2 separate regions of the Astyanax mexicanus genome follow, and region 2 is linked to region 1. The links are chromatin contacts, called in public Hi-C maps. All regions are on one chromosome and are shown on one strand. The core of a region is the stretch at or near the end of the contact, and the rest is flanking DNA. Distances in the headings are between cores, read along the strand shown. Region 1 holds the start of zfp36l1a (zinc finger protein 36, C3H type-like 1a). Region 2 has its middle 52 kb from the start of LOC111193212.

Region 1 (4,165 bases), core at 777-3,276:
CATATAGTACACGCTGTATAGTACATGGCAAAAACACAGCTGCCCAGTCATTGAAACAGGAGGAGCAAGACTTGTCCAGGCCACAATGGATCTGTATAGAGTTTCATTCAAAATGATTTCATACTTTTCCCCATTACAACAGAACTAAAACGACTGGCTGCACCAACTTCATGAGGTCACCAGGGTCTTAAATTTCACTCACAGTTGCAAAAACATCCGGAAATAGTAGAGCTCTGGAGCAACTTTTAATTGGGCCTTCACATGTAGGCTATTCACGGGACAAATGATCACAAACGCAATCATCTCAATTAATCTCACACATGAACCATCTAAAAAACAACCCAAATTCTTTAGGCCTCATTTTTTTGGTAATCCTTGATTTAAAGGACAGCCTATATATATACAAAGCACAATAGCATTTTATGTGCACTATTAAGATCAGACCAAAGCTGTTAAATAAAAGTGTTAAATGTTGTGTGTGCTAACCCAAACACTGCTTTGTAAGGGTTAAATCTGCCCAGAGCACCGGAAAATCCCACATGTGACGTTTCAGGAGAACAATTAACTGCTGAGTACATTAATTACACAGCGGATATATAGCTAAAGCCCAAGGATACAACTAAGGGTTGAGTCTGGATAATAAACAAGTCCCCTCAGCCCAAGTGTAATTATTTGAATAACTTTCCACTGCTGAAATCGGCCACCTAAAAAAACTGAACTGGAGTTTTCAAATTTGAATGAGATATTGATTCCCTATTTATGAGCATGGAGAAAATGTTTTGGGACTACACTGGAATAATAGTAACCTATTAATAATAGAAAACTCTTTTTCTTATGTTTCTTAAGATCTTATATTATTAATTAACCAGGACAAACTCACAAAAGTATCACAGTAGAGTACTTTTTTTTTCTTTACAATAAACTACTGTTACAATAATGTATGAAACCCTGCAGTGAAATGTTGGTCCAGTAAGGTGGGACTGTAATATTTTTACACCCAAAGATGGACATCAAAATATCAAAGAGACAACTGTAGTTGACTAGAAAACAACCCAACTGTCCAACTTTTCATCAAATAATCAACCTTTATTTAAGCTCTGACTACATAATGGACATTATCGCTGAGGCATTACAGGGAATGTATAGGTTAAGAAGTGAAAATATATATTCAGATAAATATAAATATAATAGTTCGATCCAAGAGTAGAAATATGATGTAAGCAAACTGTAAATATTGCAAACAAGAGAGGATGTAAACAGAAAAGAAATTCTGGTAGAAATCACATCCACATTTGAAGCATTACCATTTTTAGTACACCACAATATCATGGTTTCATCCCTCTTGTGTTCATGCTGTAATTACTAAATATGTGTTTTGTTTGCAAGAAGGCAGTTCAAGGATTTTAGGATTTATCTTATTCAGTTTGTATTTTTCAAAAGCAACAACAAAGCATAAAATTAAACATAAATTCAATTCTATTCGTATTAATCAGTTCTTTAAATAATTTTCTGGAAAGTGTGTTCTGATTCACTTTTATCCAGATAGATGCTTTGAAACAACAGAATTTAACACATTTTGTATTATATTGGTAGCAATGTTTTAACACATTGTTTAGTAGTGTTATATAGACCTATGTTAAATATGTGTATGTGAGTATATTTTGAGTTTAATTTGAATAAAAAACTTTCTAGCTTTCACAAAATAAAAAGGTCTGTATAACGTTATTTGTCTGGATTTATTAACCTTACTAGCTAGTGATTATTTAGAAGGCTGTTGCATGTTGCGTGTATATGAACTCTCTCAGACTTTCAGAGCAAGTCTCAGAGCAGCACTTGCTCCTCACACTTTTCTTCTTCAAGCTGTTGCATGCATGCTCTCGGGCTCCTCTGATTGAATCCCTGCGCGCTGCGAGCTCTGAGTTAAAAGAGGGAGGGAGGAAAAACTTGATTCACAAGAAAAAAAGGCAGAAAGAAACGCCCTAAAGCCCTCGACGCCCCCGTAGCTCCTCCTGCGCGCTTTTATAAGGGAAATGCACGGCGCGCAGGCAGGGTAGAGGGGGTTCTCTGTGAGGGCACAAAAAAAAGGAAAAAAAAAAAGTTCACGAGACAAGAACCCGTTTTGTACTGCATCGCCGAAACGTAGTACTTTCGCGCCTTTCTTTGTTATTTTCCTCTCTGCGAAGATGACCACGGCTGTAGTGCCGCCTCTTTTCGACTTCAGCGAAGTCATTAACAACAACAAGGTACGGAAAAGTTTTGTTTTCGCTGTGGTGGAGTGAGCTGGGGAGCGCGCGCGCTAGCTGTAGCACAGTTAACATTAGCTGTAGTGAAGTTGCTGCGGAGGAATGTAAACGCTGGTTAACTAGCTAAGCAAAGCGCTGGGCTGTTTTGGCGCCATGCAGGCGCGATCTAGGAGCAAAAATGGGGGTGAAAGTACATTTTCTGCTATTTAACTACGTCTGAGCTCGGTTGTTGATGTGGTTGGGGAGTTTGCGCGGTGTTAACAGGTAGTTTAATGGGCGTTTTTTAGCCTGAGCTGGAGCTGGGCAGCTGCGTGCAGACCGAGATTTGTTGGGCCCAGCTGCACCAGCTCAGTCTCGCTCGCGCTGCCCGGGCTCGTTAAGTTCACGTGTTCGCTCGCGACATTTTAAAATCGACAGTTGAAAAGTTGTTTTAAAGGCGTTTAAAAATAAGTTACCGGTGTTCTGCCGAGTGGTGCTACCCACTGATATGTGCTGCTTTCCAGCATTGCGCATGCGCTGACCCAATTTTTTTAATGTAAAAGACGCTAAAAACGTTTTTATGTGTGTTTTTAGGATACGTTTGAATCCGTCTTCTTGAAATGAGTTTATAGCTACAATCTTAACTTACTGTTATCATTTGCTTGATGTAAAACAACAAAAAAGACAAAATAATCTAAATTTACATTAAGTTAGCTAACCAACTAAGTTAGCTAGTTAGGTTAATTTATATTTAACGTTACCATTATATAGTGATTTAGTGATTTAAGTTAACTGTTACCTGTTAACCTAATTATCTTGCTACACGTTGTAGTTATCTAGCTAATATGGTACTAAAAACCTTGTAAGCTAACTAGCAAGATAACTTCCCTAGTTAACGTTAATTAGGCAGCTTTATCTAAATATAACGTATATGTTACACACTGTGGTAGTTGGCTAACCTAGCACGTTTTGACACTGTGTCACAGACAGACAGAACACTGGCTAACGCTAGCTAGCTCACATAGCTAACGTTAACTAACTATAAACACTGTCTTAAATTACATTTTAACTACATCTAAAATAGGACTTCGAATTAATGTATCTTAACTTACCCTAAACATTTTAGTAGGCAGAAATGTCTTGAAGCGTCGAGAAAATAGGACTTAATCAAGGCACGAGTTTAAAGTTACTTTCTGCACTTGGAAATCACTTTTCTGGTCCCTCTCTAGCTAATGTTTTTAGTAAGACCTGGCTAGTAAGGTCCTTAACTTAATGTTTTACAGGTTATTGGTTCGCTAGCTAGCTTTAGCTGGCAAAGAGTCAGTAGTTAATTCCACATCCATGCCTAGACAGACTATTTAACCCCTAAACTCCTTAAAGAGAAGTTTTTCTAAATTCCACTCCCAACAGTTTTGTATGTCTGGTTTTGTAGCTATCAAAGTGGACTGTTGGCTGGGCAGCAGACATTGTTCGTTAAGCCTGGATAATACTTTAATAGCATGTTTTTGCCTTAAGTCAAAGTTTATTAATTCTGTTGTTGTTGTTTTGAACAACACTTAATGTATTTATTTCTGTAAGTATAACTGATAAAGAGCAGAGTTTTATTTACGACATTAGAAAAAAAGTAGAAAGACTTTGCCCTCTGAGTTGGATATATGGCTATGATATGAATAAGTTGATATTGAACTTTACTGGGGCAACACACAATCTGTATTGTATCTGTCTTGCCCCAGCAGTCTGTTGTTCTCATTCATCACCCTGCCACCTCATACTCAAGCAGCCATGCATTCCTCTGGTGGGCAACTTGCCAAACCAGCTGTTCTATAGGCCTGTATTTCCTCATTGGTTTGAAATAAAGCCAGCCGAAAGTTGTATGCAGGAAAGATTCATATCTGAGTCTGATTTACTATGTTGTTTATGCCTTACCTAATGCTTCAGTACAA
Region 2 (4,165 bases), core at 984-3,483, 110 kb after region 1:
CTTAAGATTCTCTTTAGTCTGTAGCTGTGTTCTTAAGATTCTCTTTAGTCTGTAACTGTGTTCTTAAGATTCTCTTTAGTCTGTAACTGTGTGCTTAAGATTCTCTGTAGTCTGTAACTGTGGTCTTAAGATTCTCTTTAGTCTGCAACTGTGGTCTTAAGATTCTCTTTAGTCTGTAGCTGTGTTCTTAAAATTCTCTTTAGTCTGTGACTGTGGTCTTAAGATTCTCTTTAGTCTGCAACTGTGGTCTTAAGATTCTCTTTAGTCTGTAACTGTGTGCTTAAGATTCTCTTTAGTCTGTGACTGTGGTCTTAAGATTCTCTTTAGTCTGCAACTGTGGTCTTAAGATTCTCTTTATTCTGTAACTGTGTGCTTAAGATTCTCTTTATTCTGTAACTGTGTGCTTAAGATTCTCTTTAGTCTGTAACTGTGTTCTTAAGATTCTCTTTAGTCTGTAACTGTGTTCTTAAAATTATATTTAGTCTGTAACTGTGTTCTAAAGATTAGCTTTAGTCTGTAACTGTGTTCTTAAAATTATATTTAGTCTCTAACTGTGTTCTTAAGATTCTCTTTAGTCTGTAACTGTGTTCTTAAAATTATATTTAGTCTGTAACTGTGTTCTTAAAATTATATTTAGTCTGTAACTGTGTTCTTAAGATTCTCTTTAGTCTGTAACTGTGTTCTTAAAACTATATTTAGTCTGTAACTGTGTACTTAATATTCTTGTTAGTCTGCAACTGTGTTCTTAAGATTCTTATTCAGTCTGTTTAGTCTTTAGTTCTGCCTGTAGCAGGGTATTTTTAATTCTCTTTAGTCAGTAACTGTGTGCTAAAGATTATCTTTAGTCTGTAACTGTTCTAAAGAGTCTCTTTAGTCGGTAACTGTGTTCTTATGATCCTCTTCAGTTTGTAACTATGTTCTGAAGATTATTTTTAGTCTGTAACTTTGTTCGAAAGATTCTTTTTAGTTTGCAACTATGTAATTAAGATTCTTTTTAGTCTGTACCTGTGTTCTAAAGATTCTCTGTAGTCTGTAACTGTGTACTAACGATTATCTTTAGTCTGTAAATGTGTACTTAAGAACACATTTACAGACTAAAGATAATCTTAAGAACACAGTTACAGACTACAGAGAATCTTAAGGTTATCTTTAGTCTGTAACTGTGCTCTTACGTTTCTCCATGGTCTGTAATTGTGTTCATAAGTTTATCTTTAGTCTGTAACTGTGTTCTAAAGATTATCTTTAGTCTGTAACTGTGTACTTAAGAACACATTTACAGACTAAAGATAATCTTAAGAACACAGTTACAGACTACAGAGAATCTTAAGGTTATCTTTAGTCTGTAACTGTGCTCTTACGTTTCTCCATGGTCTGTAATTGTGTTCATAAGTTTATCTTTAGTCTGTAACTGTGTTCTAAAGATTATCTTTAGTCTATAAATGTCTACAAACATCATTGGGAATGAGAATAGATTTTGAAAGTCTATGAATGAATGTCCAGAATTTCTCATAGAAGTAGAAGCTTTTTGCAAGGAAGATTGGTTTAAAAGCCTCAAACAAAAACTGAATACAAGTGTTTTGATGGCACTCGCCAAAGAAGGAGTTCGTATCGTCGCTGTCCAATGAAAAAGAAGTATATCCATTTTTAGTTTACTATATAAACTGTCACTTACACTGTGGCAAAAGTTCTTAATGAACGAACCAATAGAACGGATAAATAAAATTAGCTGAAATAAACTCTTTTTACATTGACTTCTATTGAAAGTTTAGAAGATTTTTTCTGTCTCCTGTAAAGTTGCTGTTTTGAAGATACTTGTTTATTATTGGACAGCGAAGATATGTATTGAATATGGAGTTAGGCCAAATATTTGCTTCAGGCACTTTTCCTCATTATAAAATTTAAAAAAAATATGTTTTACAGAAATGCCTCATCTTGAACTTTATGGCTTAAAGACCAAAACTGTTGCATGCAACTGTATATCCTTGCAGTTTATGGGGCCAACTTTTTACAGACAGACAGAGATTCACAAGGTCCAAGAGAGATAATTTAGGAGGAACTGTGTTTTTTCCTCTAAATCTGGATTTTTCTCTCGTGTGTTGGCAGAGCTATTCATCTATAAACTCCAGCACACCGCTGAGCACCGCTTTGCCCACTTCAGAACTAATCACACATATTCCTCGGTTCTCTCTGTCTCCCACCATCACCACTTTGATGGGCCAAAGCCACAGGCGTGCAGGAGAACCTGATAGTCGTGGAAGCCTTGCTGCTCACTCTCTCTGGGCTGGAGTGCATTTCTGCAGCACTGCACTTTTCGCCATATCAGGGGAATGATTGCAGCTCCCCTCTGGAACGATCAGCTTCCATCTTCATCCAGACAAGCCACCCACACATCCACGCCTGGATCCACGTGCACACACACACACACACACACACACACACATACATACATGGATACACAGTCAGTCATGCACCTAAAAAACTGCACAACCTCAGCGAATTAAAAAAATAAATAAATAAATAAAAAGGCGACCACACACCTGCAGAAAATGGTCATTACAAGCCGTCTAGCTTTCACTTCCTAAATTCTCGTAATCTACCATTGAAACAAAGCAATATGCAGAGTCACATATGGACTTTTTCTCAATGTATACACATGGATACTTAGAAAGAGAAAAAAAATGCTATTTTTTTACATTAAAGTAAATATGAACCTATTATAGAGCATTAAACAACAGTTAGTTCCGACCTCACAATCTGATTAGTTGAGAAGTGTTCTAACCGTGCTAATATTTGTGATAACCAAGTCCTTTTTGTATCATCTCCTCCACGAGCACAAGCAGCAGAGGCAGCATTAGCTTAGCACAGGCTAGCGCCCAGCCAAGGCACGCTCTCCCGCAGCCCGCAGCGCTAGCTCGTCTTTTGTAGTAAAAAGTCTCACAGCCAGAATGGTAACCAGCCAGGCTAAGCTAAGCTAAGCTAATGCTGAGCTAAAGAAAGCTACGCTAACCTAACCACAGTCCTGCAGGCACAGCTAGCTAACCAACAACACCCATTAAAACAGGCAGAAATACTCGCAAACGCGCAGCTTTCACATAAAGATGACTCCAATAAGCAGGAGAGGAGATTTTCACCTTTTCTTTCACTGATCTAACATTTACTAACTCCCTTAATCAGCAGTATTGATTTCAAGCTAACATATAAACCATACGCCATTTTGTAGTTATAGTTCTGTTACAGTTCACTTGTTGTGGAACTACTTTTTGGCGAAAGGCACAGTCTGTATTAAATTTTCTTTATTCATTTTGTTAAAAAAAAATGCTCGTATACGCCTTCGGCTCATGCCTACGACCAAATCACAGCCGTGACGTTATTTACGATAACACACTCCTTCTCGTCATCTATTGTTTAATTATAACATCAAAACATAACAACATTGTTGATTACTGGAGAACTTTCATCCATGGTTAACTATGTTACTTTATATTTTGCTGACCCATTCCTATCAGGAACATGACCCACTACAGTAAATCTAGCTACATGCTGCACTCCACCCAAAAGGCCGTTTGGCATGGGTGGCGTTGGACGATTAGCAGCACACTAATGAACTGCTGGAAAGGACACCAACTGGCACTTTTATTTCATAATGATTATTACAGAAAGAACTGAACCGTGCTGTTTGGGAAGTCCTAATTATGAATGCTGTAGAAAAGTCCAGACCATCATAACTTCATAACACGCTGATGAAATTCAGAACCATGCCTGCAAACATCTGGTGTTTATTTGGTTTTAAAATGACGCTCTGTACATGATTTTACCTTAGATTCAACAACAAGTGATCCCTGCTGTAGAATACCTGTAGATGTAAAGATATGAGATAATTAACTTATCTGGTTATCAATATGTCGCGGAAGAACACTGTAAATCTGGCCTTGTCTGGTTTGAAAGACATTATTCGATTACCTGCAGCAAAAATGGTTGCCGTGGTTTTCCAGGGGGTTGTTATGTAGTTGCTAAGTGGACTCTACATGGGTGCTAGGTGATTGTTACATCATCATGGGTGTAGTTAGCCCCTTTTAGGGGTGCCCCATTCTGCTTTGTGAGTGTGTTTGTTTCGGTTGAACTAAAAAAAAAAGTTAAAACCTTAGAAAGCATATGATTAAACAGG

The links. Hi-C and Micro-C count contacts between places; a contact is called where the count stands out from the background.
Region 2: a contact with region 1 is called in a Hi-C map of muscle, with 4 times the contacts expected there. The contact joins the enhancer-like site here to the promoter of zfp36l1a in region 1. A contact is called at or near these places in 2 of 3 Hi-C or Micro-C datasets (both in muscle).

Annotation. Positions count from the first base shown.
Region 1 is chr14:24,129,879-24,134,043 of AstMex3_surface, forward strand. zfp36l1a (zinc finger protein 36, C3H type-like 1a) reads left to right here and starts at 2,027. Exons shown (of 2, transcript XM_007252558.4): 1 at 2,027-2,243. The coding sequence starts at 2,184.
Region 2 is chr14:24,235,393-24,239,557 of AstMex3_surface, forward strand. No RefSeq gene overlaps it. Among protein-coding and RNA genes, the nearest start is that of LOC111193212, 52 kb to the right of the region's middle. Within about 2 kb of position 2,234, the one cell type or tissue checked has an H3K27ac peak away from gene starts, as active enhancers do.